Linked DNA regions of Zea mays: region 1 is linked to region 2. The links are chromatin contacts, called in public Hi-C maps. All regions are on one chromosome and are shown on one strand. The core of a region is the stretch at or near the end of the contact, and the rest is flanking DNA. Distances in the headings are between cores, read along the strand shown.

Region 1 (7,452 bases), core at 1,646-4,145, 630 kb after region 2:
CAACAACATATATTTTCTCCTTCATATGTTAAATTTACAAACATACCTTCGGCTCTAGAAAGTGATTTAGAGCGAAGATGAAGAGAAGGTTACACACAATGATTGTTCTGCCCTCCAAAAAAGGTACTTTATGCAGGACACTGTTCATCTATTTATAGGGAGTCGTACAACTTCGTACGAAATTACATTCATGCCCTCAAGAATTACACACATGATTTACAGATAATATAGGGGCAACATTGTATTTTGCCTTCAACGTTTAGGATGACACCTTCTCCTAGCATCATCTTCTTCTGTTGTTATGACGAAGCTACCTTCATCGCCCTCCATTGTTCTGCATCGAAGCTATTCTGGTGCCAAAGCTGTTGTAATATTCGTCAATATGCTGATAATAAATGGTTAGATGTGTCTTCGAGGACCTTTAGGCATAATACATAAACATTAAGTAAGAATCAAAGAAAGTTGTGGTAACAAAGGTTTTAAAAATCGAAGGCCCTTTAGACTGGATAATAATGCAATGGGCAGTGTCCATGACAACAGCGATATTCTAGGGCAGCCGGTACCGCCCGGAGCCGCTCGTCGTTCCTAGAAATGGTGCCGCAGTGGCCTGCTCGAACGTGATGACGAGATCTGGCGGCACAGATAATGGAGGGACAGACGGCAAGAGCATGTGCCACACCGACGTGTAGACGGAGCGACGGAGCCGACGGGGAAATGACGTCGTAGGGGCGATGCGGGCGGAGGTGTGTCTAGTTGCAGTTGGCACGCCGACAGCCGGATGGAGCAAGCAAGGCAATGGGATGGACGCCGCGCTTGAATACACGCCTGGTGGCTCCAACATTCCAGCGCAAAGGCTACCACCCATAGCCGCTTCGCATCCATGGAACGCCACTCATCAGGTCAGGCCTAGGAGCGCACTCCGCAGTACAAACTGCGAGCGGCAGCCGACAGGAGGCAGGAGCAGCACAAGCGCAGACGCCATGGGGTCGTAGTATGGGGACCGGACAGACGGGGAGCGAGCGAGGACGTCCTAGCGGCCTGGTGAGAAAATGACGGCGCAGGGGGTAATGGGAACAGAGGTGCGGATGGTGGGAGCAGTGGAGCAAGCGAGCGCTTCCTAGTGTCTTAATGAGGTAAAATGAAGTTTCAGGGCTAGTTTGGGAACCACATTTTCCCATGAGATTTCTATTTTTCCAAGGGAAAATGAACTAATTTCCCTTGTGAAAATTGAAATCCCTTGAGAAAATGTGGTTCCCAAACTAGCCCTCAGAGGTGTCACCCTCCCATGAAATCTCTTCACTTCTTCTCGGGACGGAGTACCTTCCGGAGAACTCGAGGCTCATACGATTAAAAAATGGCAGGCAAATAGTTGGGGCAACATATCAGATGCAACAGTGAGTAACACCTAGACAGTAGGCTTTACGGCACCTACCAACGATCCTATGGCTACGGAAATTTAGGGGACGTGTCCACCCTCATTCACGAGCAACGACTCTTGGTTTAATATATAGCCCGGGTTGAGTAACAGAGTTTTGGAATTCACTGAAAACAATTAAAACAGTTAGTGGAAATTTAATATTCGTAGTAAGCTAATCAGAAGGTCTGTATCAGGAGCAAAGATCCATGGTAGGAAGGTTTAAAGGAGGGTGTAATAAAAAGGAACCTTGATCAAGCAGCAAATCTCTGAGGGGATATGTAGACGATAATGAAGTCCATGTTGTGGAACAAAAGTTTATACTTCACTGAAAACACAAAACAGTTAGAAAAGTATATTGAAAATGAATATCAGTAGTAAGCTAATGAGACGATATGTATCACGGGAAAAAGAACAGAGTTAGGGCTGATTTGGGAATCATATTTCTCAAGGAATTTCAATTTTTTCGAGAGAAATTAGTTCATTTTTCCTTGAAAAATTAAAAATCTCATGTGAAAATAGTGTTTTCAAACTAGCCCGTAGAGGAAAAATATATACACAACCTTCGAAGGCCGGAGGCCCTTTTAAACTCGAAAAGTCTTCTGCCCTAATCGTCAGATTTACCTAAATGATGGAAAGAAAAATGGTTAGGAAAACTCTACACAAAAAAGATCATAGAGCACTAATTAATAAAAAAATGACATAATACACAAACATTAAGTAAGAATCAAAGAAAGTTGAGGTAACAAAGGTTTCGAAAACCGAAGGCCCTTTTAGACTGGTAATAATGCAATGGGCAATATCTATAACAACACTAATATTCTGGGGCAGCGGGTATAGTCCGGAGCCACTCGTCGTTCCTAGAAATGGCACCAAGGTGGTGAAGGTGCTGCAGGAAATGTCCAAAGCCACCGAGAGATAAATGTAACATGTGAAACCCCCTAATTGGCACGCCATCTTTTGTGGTTTTGACCCCACAACTAGTAAATTTGTATGATAGGATGGGGTTAGTGTGCCACTGTTATATTTTGACCCTGATCTAGACACAAAATAGGAAGAAAGTTTAAACTGGTTTGGAAAGAACTCTTATGTCTAGTTTGGTGCTAAAGTCTTTGATACTGGCTTTCGTTTGTTACAAAGTAGAGTGCTTGACTCTCATGTCTATGTGAGAAGTATTACAATATGAGTTTTTTTTGTACCTGTACGGTTTGACCCTTGTCCCTATACATAGTAAGAGAAACAAGTGGCCATTGTTATACGAAGATTTCAATGGGATACACCATTTCTATCCTTGACCGTGTGGTCTTTTTAGTATGTCACTGTGTGCACCCGCTTTGTCATACTTGATTAGATCAAGAGGGTTGTTAAGTCTAGCGAACATCCACCATTTTTATCCTTACGTGTGGTCCTTTCTGTTATGTCACTGTGTGTGCATCTGTTTCGTCATCCTTGATCAAACTATGATGAACAATAAAAGAGAAATATACTCGATACAGCATAAGGCACTAACACAGCCAGAACTAACGCTCGCTCAAACAACAGATAAAGGAGAACTCTCCAAATCTATAATTTAGGGTGCTTAATTTACATAACTATTGAGATGCTTTAGCAAACCACATCATCCCTTGACCAATCGACACATACCACCATTATAGTTTGATCTCTTCAAAATACTGATTAGATCGTTTATAGTGTGAAATTCAAATAGAAGGTAAAAAGAAAAAGTCTAACGAAGTTAGCTGCGGTTAGACCCTCGCATTGTTTGCAACCCTTTTCATGACGTTGACTTGTTCGACATCTTCTTCATTCCCTCCTAGCCCAGCAGGATCCTCACTGCCGATCGACGGCGCGAATCGCAGAGTTCTCTACTTCTCGATTGTCCCGCCGCCGTCCCAGCTCGCCGAACACCGACACGTCGCGGCCTCTGTCTCTAGGGGCCGCCGATCCTGCAGAGAGGTACTGCTTACGGCTTACCTCTGGCTCGCACTCATCTGGCTTTAGAGGAAGGTGTTCATCTTTATGCCTCAAAGACCCAGGAGACGAGACTGCGTAGGATAGGATAACTGGGCCTTCCTAATCCAGTAATCCTTCTCCCGCGGCATTCTTCACATCCGATTCCTTTTCCATCGCCCCGGACGCAGGCACGCGCGCCGGCATTTCTTGGGGAAGACGCTTCGGCGCCGCTGTCGCATTCACGGGCGCATCTCCGTGCCGTCCCGAATCATGCTTTTCCTTCCGTCCCAAGGTCCAAGCTGTCGTGTCGACGGTGCCGCCACCTCGGTAGCCAGTTAGGTAGGTGAGGGGAGGGAAGGTAACGACCGCCTACCTTACGCGGCTTTCCTTCCACTCCCCTGTTTTGACTTCTTGCCATTCGCTGGGTAGCTGCTGCTGCTGCTGCGGGGACGGGATTTCTGGGTTGGATGAGATGAGGAGGCGCTGCAGCTGGCTCTCGTCTTTGTTCCGCCCTCGCCGGGCTGACCGCTCGCTCCCGCAACCAGATCCACAGGGTCCCGATTCCGAGCCCAAGGTATACCAGTGGCCGCTGCATTCGTCTCTTGCTGTGGATGTTTGTTTGATTGTTTCGGTAGGCCTTGCAGTATATAGGATTTTGGTGATTTCATTAGCATAGCCAATCAGCTGTTGATTTGGTTTCCCACTGAACAAAGATTCAAGGTGCGTGTGTTGCAATCGGTTGTACATATTTCACCTTTGCTGGCTGTTTATTTAGGGAAACGACGGCAACCATTGAAGATTTGTGGTTTCCTGTTTTTTTTTGGGAGTAGATCTCACTCAGCTGAAGTCGTCTCTATCAATACTGGTGAAGCCTCCTAGATCCAAATGTAGCCCATTGGGTTTGGGAGATTCCAAGACATGTTGGGCACTCGAGTGCAGTAGACCATGCAGAACTTTTGAGAAGATCATACATAACTTTTTCGTATGTTTTAGCTGAAGCATGTGCCAGCTGTGTCGATCCATCAGCGATTACTTCAAATATCACAACTATCCTCCTCGACTAGAAAGGCCTGCTATGTGCAGAAGGTGCCAAAGGCTTAGACCTATCTTCTCATTTAATGATGGGATGTTCTCCTTTTATTTGTTGTTTGAGCAAGTGTTAGTTCTGGCTGTGTTAGCGTGTTCTGCTGTACCGAGGATCTTCCTCTTGTTTTGCTCTTCTTAATATAGTGATGTGCAGTTCCCTGCGTATTCGAGAAAAAAAGGGAGTTGCTAAAACACTATAAGGAGTATACAAAAATGTTTGTGCTCCAACAGTTCTCTATTTATTGGTGATTAATCTTTAAAGTTGTCCACGCCAACAAAAAATAAATGAGCCTATTTTCTATTTTTAATTGAGCTGGCGATAGAAATTTGTATCAACAACCTTTCCTAGCCTCTTGGGAGGTCGAAGCTGTCGATGGAAGACCAGACGGTCACGGCGACAGGCACACGCCATCCACATAGGTCCTTGTGGCGACGGCGTGAAGGCAGCACAGGAGGTGCTCTTGCAGCACCTTGGCACAAGAGGTTGTCTGGCAGTAGCGGCGTCAATGCGTCTGAGGCGGTGGAGATGGATTTGGGGTCACGGGGTGGTGGGACGGCGCGAAGCGGTGGCTGGAGTATGCTTTTTCGCGTATGACTTAGCACCAACGTTGATTTCGGGAGTCCCAACGAGGTTGGTAAATGTAGGGATGAAACTGAGTTTTGTAGGGAGTTTGTAAATTCAGGGACCTGCTTTACATAACTATTGGAGGAGAGTTTTTCTTGAAAACTTCTTAAATTCATATTTAGGGAGTTTTTTACATAACTATTGGAGATGCTCTTTTGAGATATTATTCTCCATTTTTATGTTTTCTGCTAGAAGCTTTGAGACTTTTTGAGCAAATGTGGTTTCCTGAGATCAACTTTTCTATATAACTTAATATATTATGCATATTAGATTATTTGCCAACCATGGCTTCCCATGTTATGCCCTCTGTCGTGATTGTAAGCACATTAATATTTTGTTTCCTGTGCAAGGCTGAGCAGGCAATAGATAAGCACAGTGCTTCTGAAGAAGTTGTAATGGATAACATTCTGCCAAACAGTGATTTTTCTGAAGGTTTACATTTGTGGCAATCAAATAGTTGTCATGCATTTGTAGCCGTTGAAGGATCAGGTTACCATTATGGTGTAAGGCCACATTCAGGGTCAACCTATGCTGTTCTTACTCATCGCACACAGAGTTGGCAGGGGCTTGAGCAGGACATAACAGAAAAGGTCACCCTTGGTACCGAGTACTTTGTTGCTGCATATGTTAGAGTTCATGGGGAAGTTCATGAGCCCATTGGAGTTCAGGTCACTCTCAAACTTGAGGAGGACGGTTCTTCTACCAACTATCTTTCTATTGCAAGGTATTTCGACAATAAGCCACCATTCAGTGTGTTGTATAATATATAGTCAACACTGTTTTATCACTAAACAGTTTTTACTAGGATTTTAGCCTCACAAGAACGCTGGGAAAAGGTGGAAGGTTCGTTTAATCTAACAACTCTACCGAGACGTTTGGTGTTCTACCTTGAAGGCCCCCCTCCTGGTGTGGATTTGCTCATAGATTCGGTCACCATCTCCTACAAGGTATTGCAATGGATCTCTTGCTTGCTTACTTATTAGGGGGTGTTTGGCATTGTTCTGTTTATAGCTTCAGCGTAAAGTTGTGGTGTATAATATAAATTTAAACGGGCTTAAAAATATTTTTAATCTAAATAAGAAACAAAATGACTTTTTTCTCGAACACATAGGAGATCTGCGTATCATTCCATTAATAGGTAGAAGAAGGTACAACACATAACAACACAACACACACGACACACACATGACACAACACGATACAAGACGCAACACAGCAACCACACACAACCACTCTGAACAAGACACTAGACTATCCCCCTGGGTCAAGCATAAACATAAGAGTTGAAAGCAGGTTCAACCCTCTCGCCCCGGCACTACACCACATCCTGAGCTCATCACCAGCGAGGGTGAGAGCACTCGCTAGGCACGGCGATCTCCCATTGAACACACAGTCGTTGCGATGACGCCAAAGGCTCCAAGCACCAAGAATAACTAGAGAATTGAAGCCCGATTGAAGATCACGGGGAATCTTCTCCACAGCCCTGCTCCACCAGTCATCAAGGCTGCAAACAACATTATCTGGTGAAAGATTAGGCAACCCAGACCTGCTCAACAAGGAATACCAGAACTGTCGTGCAAAGACGCAAGAGATGAGAAGATGCTGTATTGTTTCCTCTTCTTGGTCGCAAAGGGGGCACACACTGGGGTGGGGTAGCCCTCTTTTAGCAAGACGGTCTGCGGTCCAGCATCTGTTGTGCATGACAAGCCAAAGGAAGAAACTGCACTTTGAAGGTGCCCAAGATTCCCAAACGCGCTCATATGTACCAAAAGAAGTGGAACCTAGAAATAACATATCATAAGCCGACTTTGAAGAGTATTGGCCCGTCGGGGAGAATTTCCAGATATGCTTGTCAGGCACTCCAACACTAATGGAGTAATCTGCAATGACTTCACTAAGAGTTAAACAATCAGAAAGGACATCCCAAGTGATGGTGCCTCTCAGGTTCCGAATCCAAGCCATCTCCACGATACCTTCTGCCATTGTTCTCCTATTGGTAATCCTGGTCGGGACGAGGGCGAAAATATGAGGAGTTAGATCCTCAATCCTCAACCCCATCAACCATCTGTCCCTCCAAAATAAGGTGTTACGACCATCGCCAATTTCTGTAATCAAAGCTGTAGAGAGGATAGATTTCAGAATGCTGGAACTCTGGAGAGGTAAATCAACCCAAGACTTCGAGGGATCTGTTCTTTCCAACCACAACCATCTAACCCGAAGGGCCCAATTCAGCTTTTGTAAATCTGAGATGCCAAGCCCACCAAGCTCCTTTGGGCGTGTCACTTTGCCCCAAGCAACTAAGCAGTGGCCACTGAGCACATCCTTTCGACCTTTCCAAAGAAAGCCACGTCTAATCTTGTCAATGGCTTTGATA
Region 2 (7,342 bases), core at 2,510-5,009:
CAGCCCTGGGGGCAGCACCTCTGCCCCCGAGAGCAACGAGTTGGGAAGTTGAATTTTAGCGGTCACACCGGATTGTCCGGTGTGCACCGGACAAGTACTGTTCAATGTCCGGTGCGCCATTAGCCCAACGGCTAGCTGTCATAACTAGCCGTTGGAGCCGACCGTTGGCGCACCGGTGGCGCACCGGACTGTCCGGTGCGTCTATGCGTAGAACAGCCAGGTAACAGCTAGTTTGGTGGGTGTGGCTAGTTATACCCCCTCCACCTACCTCATTGAGTGTCTTGCTGCCCACATTAAAGCCCACACATTGCTAGAGCATTGCAAGCAACACAAAGCCTAGTGGGGTGATTAGAAAATCTTAATCCCGTGTTAGGACCTCATTAGTGCAAGTGAGAGCCACCTAGAGCACACACCACATGCATTAGGCTTCTCATGGTCAAGTGAAAGTCTATGGCTTGTTACTCTTGGTGATCGAGATCACCTAGACGGCTTGGTGGTGTTTGGAGCGCGGTGATCACCCTGGAGGATTTGTTGGTGACCTGGCTCAAGATTGTACGCGGTCATGAGGGATCCACCGCGTCGGAGTGGCAAAGGATCACCTCATAGTGAGCACTTGGTTCTTGCGAGGACCAAGGGGGAGCGATACCCTTGCGCGGGTACTCCAACGAGGACTAGGGAAGAGTGCCGACTCTTCGATACCTCAGCAAAAAAATGGAGGAGTCTTCTCAACCTTGCTTTACATTCCGCATTTAATTTAAGCATTTCTCTTTGTTCAATTGTTTAGCAAGTATTTGAAGTAATGACTTAGGGTTGTTGTTTTTCTAGTAGTATTTACTTATTGCTAGTAGTTGGGTGAAGCTGGGCTCTTGCTTAGGGTTTAATTGTTGGTGAATTTTTAGAAAAGCCCAATTCACCCCCCTCTTGGGGATCGTGACACTTTCAAGTGGCAAACCCCCAGTCAGCTGCCTGTGAAGGCCTTATCGTACTGTGTTTCGTTCAGCACTTTGATTATGATTATGACTTAAGTTAATGACTCTGTGGATGTCTTGGACATCATGATATAATAAAGTACTTATTCCCGCTATTGTTTTGAGCAATGCGTGATGATGTCCAACTATGTAATTGTTGTGTACGTGAATTTATGATCCTGGCATGTACATGGTTCGCATTCGGTTTGCCTTCTAAAACCGGGTGTGACACTATTGTTGGGGCCTACATTGTCGAAGGTCCTCTGTTTAACTGTATTGCATGACTGCTTTAAGGACACAACAAAAGCCATGCCAAAGGTCACTTGTTGACGAAGAAACAATCAACTGACTAACACATAGCTTCACCATGAGTAAGTGTGTTTTCAGGAACATCTCTTCTTACCGACGAAGCTGACCTTCGACGAAAGCAGTAAACAAAGACGTTTCGTCTATACGCAAGTGGTAGAAACGGTGACTGAAGGCATTGACTTCAAACACAAGTCGAAAAGGAAGCCACTGAATGACGAAGGTTGAAACCCGCAAAGCCGAAGATAGAGAAGATAGAGAAAATACGATATTAACCATATATCATTTGTAAACAGCGTATGGAAAGCCTTGATGGACACTATGGTAAATATGTGCAAAGGCGGTTCGTCTCTCTATAAATAGATGAACATTGTCTTGCATAAAGTACCTTTTCCCAAGGGCCATAACTTCGTAGTGCTTAGCCTTCGAAGAACCTTCGTGCATCCCACTATTAAGGAGCCGAAGGTATGATTGTAAATTCAGCTAATGTAATGGGAGACATTGAAAATGCTAAGGCAATAGAGATATGCTCTCATGTATTATTTTGTTTGTCTCTTTACATCATATTTCATTTCTGTTATGCATTCTTGTTCGAAGGCCTTTTGTCCTTCGAACTCATACCACAAAACATTATCAACCTCAGGACGAAGGTCTTCATGTATCAACACATGTTGCCGCCTTGATTTCAACACCTTTAGGGTTTGTTCGGTTCTACCCTAATCCGTATGGATTGAGGGGGATTGAAGGGGTTTCAATCCCTAGTAAATCAAAATCTCTCTAAATCCGTATGAATCCCCTCCGATCCATATGGATTGAAAATAACCGAACAAGCCTTTAGAGGATTGAAGTCGAGTACATAACAATTTTGTTTTTTGTTATACATTAAAACCTTCATCATCAAGTTGTTACACTGAAGGTGTATTATCTTGAGGATGAAGGTTCTTGTCTCTTAATTTTGTGTTGCCTTGTTTTCTATGACATGTAACAATTGAAAAGTGACCAACATCATCCTTTAATCGTCTTTCATCCGAGATAGATGGAGTTAAAAGTGAAGGTGAAGTTTGATTTAATTGTGTTGTCTTGTTTTGATCTCCTGAAATGATCAAATACGAGTGACGAACATGATGGTTCAGTGACAACTAAGTTACATCACCGACCTCCAGAGACGATGGCAACTCTAACCGTTGCCAGGTCACATCGGACAACAAGTCGAGTAGAGGCCTCCAAATAAAAAAATAAAAATAATTCAATAGGAGTGGCAATTGATTAATATTTTAAAAAAATGGATGACAGAAATCTAAAAGACGTAGGGTAAGAAGAGATTTGAGATTAAACTAGAGAAATCCATAGATTTTTAGAAATCTATTCAGCTCATGTACTCCTTTAGTTGAAATTCTAGATTTTTAACACTGAATCGGGCTCAAAAGGCTTAACCAAACTTCACGACCACACTAGCCATACATCTCATGAAAAAGAAAGTAGCATTACACATGGATTATGTCCACAACGCCCAACTGCAGAATTAATGAGCAACGAGAAGTCCATTCAAATCTGCATGCTCTATTTTGTTCAAGGTCAACATTTGTAGCGTGCTGCCCATCAAGCTTGGTTCAGCTTGCTCAGCCGAGCCTTGGCTTGGTCAAGTTGCTCTGTAACCCATAGCAAATCATAAAACCACACTAATGTTAGACAATGCAAGCTAAGGAGAGAAAGTAACTGGACAAAGATGCAATGCTATAGCGGTTACTCTGCTCCGTTGTGATCACCGATTTGACGCTCTTACGGAAGAAGATGTTGCCAGCTTTCTGGTACACCGCCTGTTGCAAAGCAAGAAACTGTGAGTACGATGGACAAGCTGTGAGTTCGTGACGAGGCAAGCTACTCAAAATTTGACCCAGATCCAGTAAGCATATCCGTGCTCTTGCTCGCAACCTGGATAATCAAAGCTTCTACCGGTGCTTCACGATTGTCATCTGATTACTAATGTATTGAAATAAGATTAATTGAAAGTGTACAGCATCAGTTTATCACTGGCGAGCAACCTAGTGGTAGCCATTGGTAATTTGATACCAGTACCATCTCGCAGCACCTGACACAAACCGCAAGCAAGGGAGGGAGACAGAGGGGAAGAGGCTGACTCGGGAGGGATTCAGGTTGTCTAGCTCCGCGATCGCCACCTCGTGCGCCCGTATCTGCGCAGACCAAACCAAATCCATGCGGCAAATTATTTCTCTCATCCACCAGCCGAATTCGGAGAACAGTAGCAGGAAGCTTGCGTGGAGAACTACACGAAACAAAAATAGAGGTGTCGAAGTATGGGGAGGTAGACAATACCTCCTTCAGGAGTTCCACCTTCTTCTCCACCACCTCCTTTGCCGGAGCCAACCCTGCCGCCGCCGTCGCCATCTTCTCTGTCCGAAACCCTTCGCCGGAAAGACTCGGACACTTGGGGCTGGAGCACACCCGCAACACCAAGGAACCATGTTGAGGCCCATCCAGTCAGCTACTAGTCACATGGGAGGCCCATCTAGAAAACGCAGGCCGGATCGTACAGCCAGGCCCAGCTCCTCGGGTTTTATTGTCCGAGACCCTCTCGGGATCTCACTGCGCTACGAGCCTACGACTACGAGAGTCGGTCGCGGCTCCGTCCGTACCCTCCCGTCGGCGAAGTCACGCCCATCCCGTCCCAACGGTAGCAGTAACTTCAGGATTTGTGGCCGGGACAAGAGGACAAGGCTCCGACCCAGCGGGCAGAGTGGTCTGGCGACTCAGGTTGCCCAGGATGGAGGAGAAAGGCGAGGTCCGGTTTGTGGCCAGCGAACAAGGTAGGTGAATACTGATTAGGTTCTTGATTCAGAGTTCTGACGCTCAATGATTTTGCATGCTTCACTGTTCGGACTGAGTTTACTAGGAAGCCTGTTCCCAAAATGTACGTGCACACTGCACAGTATTCCTCTGTGATAGTGTTTACGAGTCTTGAATGAGGGGAACGATGGCTCTTGTAGAAGTTCCTATTAATTAATGCAAGTAACCAAGAATATTGCTGGATCAGTAGCGTCACTTTTGTATAAAATTATAAATTTTTCTTAAACTTTAACATTGTTTTGCTAAGGGTCGGCTGATCCCGGTAATCCCCCTAAATTCGCTAGCGGAACATTACCAGAAGCCGTGCTTCTGTTTGGAAACAAATATGCATTTGAATTCATCACAACTAAAATTCCATCTGGAACTTGTAGTGATCAGTGATTACTAAGTCTTAGCTTTTGCCACCATACGGGTTCATATAACTACAAAAGATGTGTATTCAAACAGGTTATGTGGAAAATTATACAAGACAATTTCTACTCAGCTAAGCCTCCAAGCTTGTTTTAAGTGCTGAGAGAATGTAGCCATACAGCTTCAGCGATGGCATTAAAAATCTGACAACATCAGCAGTTACAACACCCACCTATGAACTTCCACTGTTGATATGGTTAAAAGAAGAAGTGTAGTAGTTAATTTGCTAGTTTGTAAGGAAGATGGTCAAATCCAGTCAGTACTCTGTTTTGGAAGCTAATCTTCAGGAAATGCTTCAAGTGCAGACCTCATTAACAACTGAGTAATAAAACAATACCAAGTTGTTTGAGAAACCAATGGGGCATAAAACAAAAGGTTGGTTGATAAATCAGTGATATTTCTTTTTTTTTTCTTGTGTGTCATTTCATTAAGGTAGAAATAAAATACACGAGTCTCGAGTAATATTTCAATTTTAGCTTGAATTTAAAGCTCATCAAGAGAGGAAAACAAAATAGCTGTCATGTGTCATCCTTGCCAAAGGAGCTGTAAAGTTCACAACTGATGGTTTACAAGTTACTTGCTCTATTGTCAAGGATGAGGCCTGAGGGGCCCTGCCTACTATAAGCAAACTGGACATCAGGAGCCAACATGTTGTAAAATCACTTGCTACCATTGAAGTTTTAGCGATTGTTTGCGTTAAAAGAAAAATGAATGGTCAATACTGTGAAACAAATTATAAATAAATGGCAGGATAAGACTGGACATTGGTATTGCTGTTAATTCACGGAGCCAGATTCGTAGCAGTGTGCTTAAGCTTGATTGGACCGTGCTAGCTAATTCAACGATATCTCATTTTACTTACTCACGTTGTTTTACTGGTTTCTTGCAACCTGTGGATATTCTATTGGAGTTCATTTTTTTACTTGGATGCTCCTTTTACTAGCCAATATAACTGATATGTTAAAATGTGTGCTTCCTGCAACTGTTTGGTTAACCATTCTGCTACAATACACTTCAGTACTTTTCAAAAATGCATGGCTAGCTACTTGCTGTATACCCTTGTGTTTCAGATGTGAGGTAAAAAAGGATCCATCTTTCAGAAAATGTCTGGCTATTATTTCAGAACTACAGTAGTCTCTTGTCAGGAATGTATGATCAGGTATAATAAATGTCTAGTACAAGAAAAATGACAGTTGCAGCATCTATCTCATTTGGCCATTGATTAAGGGTTCAAACTTGTGCTATCTCTTTTGAAACATTCATGTGCAACCTGTAGGCCGTGCGCTAGGTTGACATTGCCATCCACTAAAGTGATAACACAAGAAATGTTGCTTTGCCTGTGTTGCTAGCTACAAGCAACCTTCAAGTCTTCCTTTGGCGTTACCTGTATATGCGGCTTGAGAGAAATGCTTGACCATCCTTCGAACCCTTTGGGAGCGCGAGGGATTAGTTTTTGTGGTTAACAGGCATGAGTAATTAGGAAATGAAGCGTGAAAAGAGATTAGTTTGACCATGTACGCCTCAAAATTGGCAAGAATATTGAAACTGTTAGGCCTTTACAGGAATAAACGGAGGGAGTACCAACACTACTAACATTTTCCGTGTGGTGTAAAGAAAATCTGTGCTCCTTCAAAAGTGTCAGTGCCAAGTATATATCTCCTGTCCGTTCAGATGTTGTCTGTCTACAATATAAATTTCTGCCCAATATAACAGTTTCATACCAAATTTTCTTATCTTGTGTAAACCCTGGGGGAGGGGGGGAATCTATGAAAGTCAAAAGGCTATATGCTATGTGTAATGCACACACCAGAATGAATAATGAGTACCATAAACAGAGTTTCTGAAACAAGCAAACCGAGATGGCAACAAAGGAAACAAAAAAAAGTTGTGCCAAGAAAAACATCACAAATCTACAGGACTACAGCTAAGCCGGTAGGAGCATCACTCCCCCCAGTGAATTTTCTTCGCTTGTACAAAGAGTGAAGTTCACCATCGTGCCAATGGAAACCAAGGAGCTTGAACAGTGGCAACAAGAATTCCTGACGGTGAACTTACAGTAGTTTGTTTCTTCAGTCGCAGAACGCTAGATGACATGAAGTGATATTGGCTCGGCTCACCTCCTCCGGCACTTGTGGATTCTGGTGTGGGCGAGAGATGAGCCAAGTCAATACCATGCCATGTCGCCTCGTTCTTTGGCTCTTGGCTCTCTCTCCGTCTGAATGCTCCTTCACTGCATCACCTTTTATAGAGCAGCCGTGAGTAGATTTTTAAGGTTACAGCTGTCGTGCCTGGTGCAGGGCAGATTCAAGATGGGAGACAATAAAATATGATATATTTTTTTCTCGCTGGCTATCCAATCCACTGGTACCGGAATGAAAACGAAATCAGATCATCAAACAGCTGGAAATTCTGACCGTGATCCGGTAAGAAAAAACGTTGTTCAACCTACTTTTTTTTTAAATCAGAACAATTTTTATCAAATTAGTAGAATGTTGACTCCACAAAAAAGGCCAGTGGTGGGGCTTGGGTATATCCTTCGGAGTCCAGTTCTTGCCTGAGAGAAAGCAACAAAAAGTTGGAGCCGAAGCGTGCTGTGAAAACGAAGCATCCGTTTCGTTGCTCTTGACAGGGTCAGTGACTAGTTTTTCAGGCCGGCCGTGCGTTGTCCCCTTGTGAAACGGTCGGCATAACTTACAATAGCTCGCTTGCTTGCCCAAAGCAAACCGACCATTGTTAAACTTGCACTGACCTCAACTAGCCTAGTACTTTTTATGGGAGGCTGCTATGGTTCG

Evidence for each region. A called contact is a pair of places that touch in the nucleus more often than the background predicts.
Region 1: a Hi-C map of ear shows a contact between it and region 2, with 3 times the contacts expected there. The contact joins the promoter of LOC103632299 here to the promoter of LOC100278221 in region 2. A contact is called at or near these places in 6 of 25 Hi-C or Micro-C datasets (bundle sheath, ear, endosperm and 2 more).

Annotation. Positions count from the first base shown.
Region 1 is chr7:44,305,801-44,313,252 of Zm-B73-REFERENCE-NAM-5.0, forward strand. LOC103632299 (glycosyl hydrolase family 10 protein / carbohydrate-binding domain-containing protein) reads left to right here and starts at 2,896. Exons shown (of 9, transcript XM_020541402.3): 1 at 2,896-3,370; 2 at 5,429-5,802; 3 at 5,884-6,025. The coding sequence starts at 3,191.
Region 2 is chr7:43,674,727-43,682,068 of Zm-B73-REFERENCE-NAM-5.0, forward strand. LOC100278221 (Prefoldin chaperone subunit family protein) reads right to left here and starts at 3,760. Exons shown (of 4, transcript NM_001351007.1): 1 at 3,609-3,760; 2 at 3,413-3,466; 3 at 3,022-3,091; 4 at 2,661-2,923. The coding sequence starts at 3,680. The coding sequence ends at 2,874. LOC100192915 (a long non-coding RNA gene) reads left to right here and starts at 3,895. Exons shown (of 1, transcript NR_156482.1): 1 at 3,895-4,236. It overlaps MIR171g (microRNA MIR171g), which reads right to left and starts at 6,742; the gene lies at 6,631-6,742.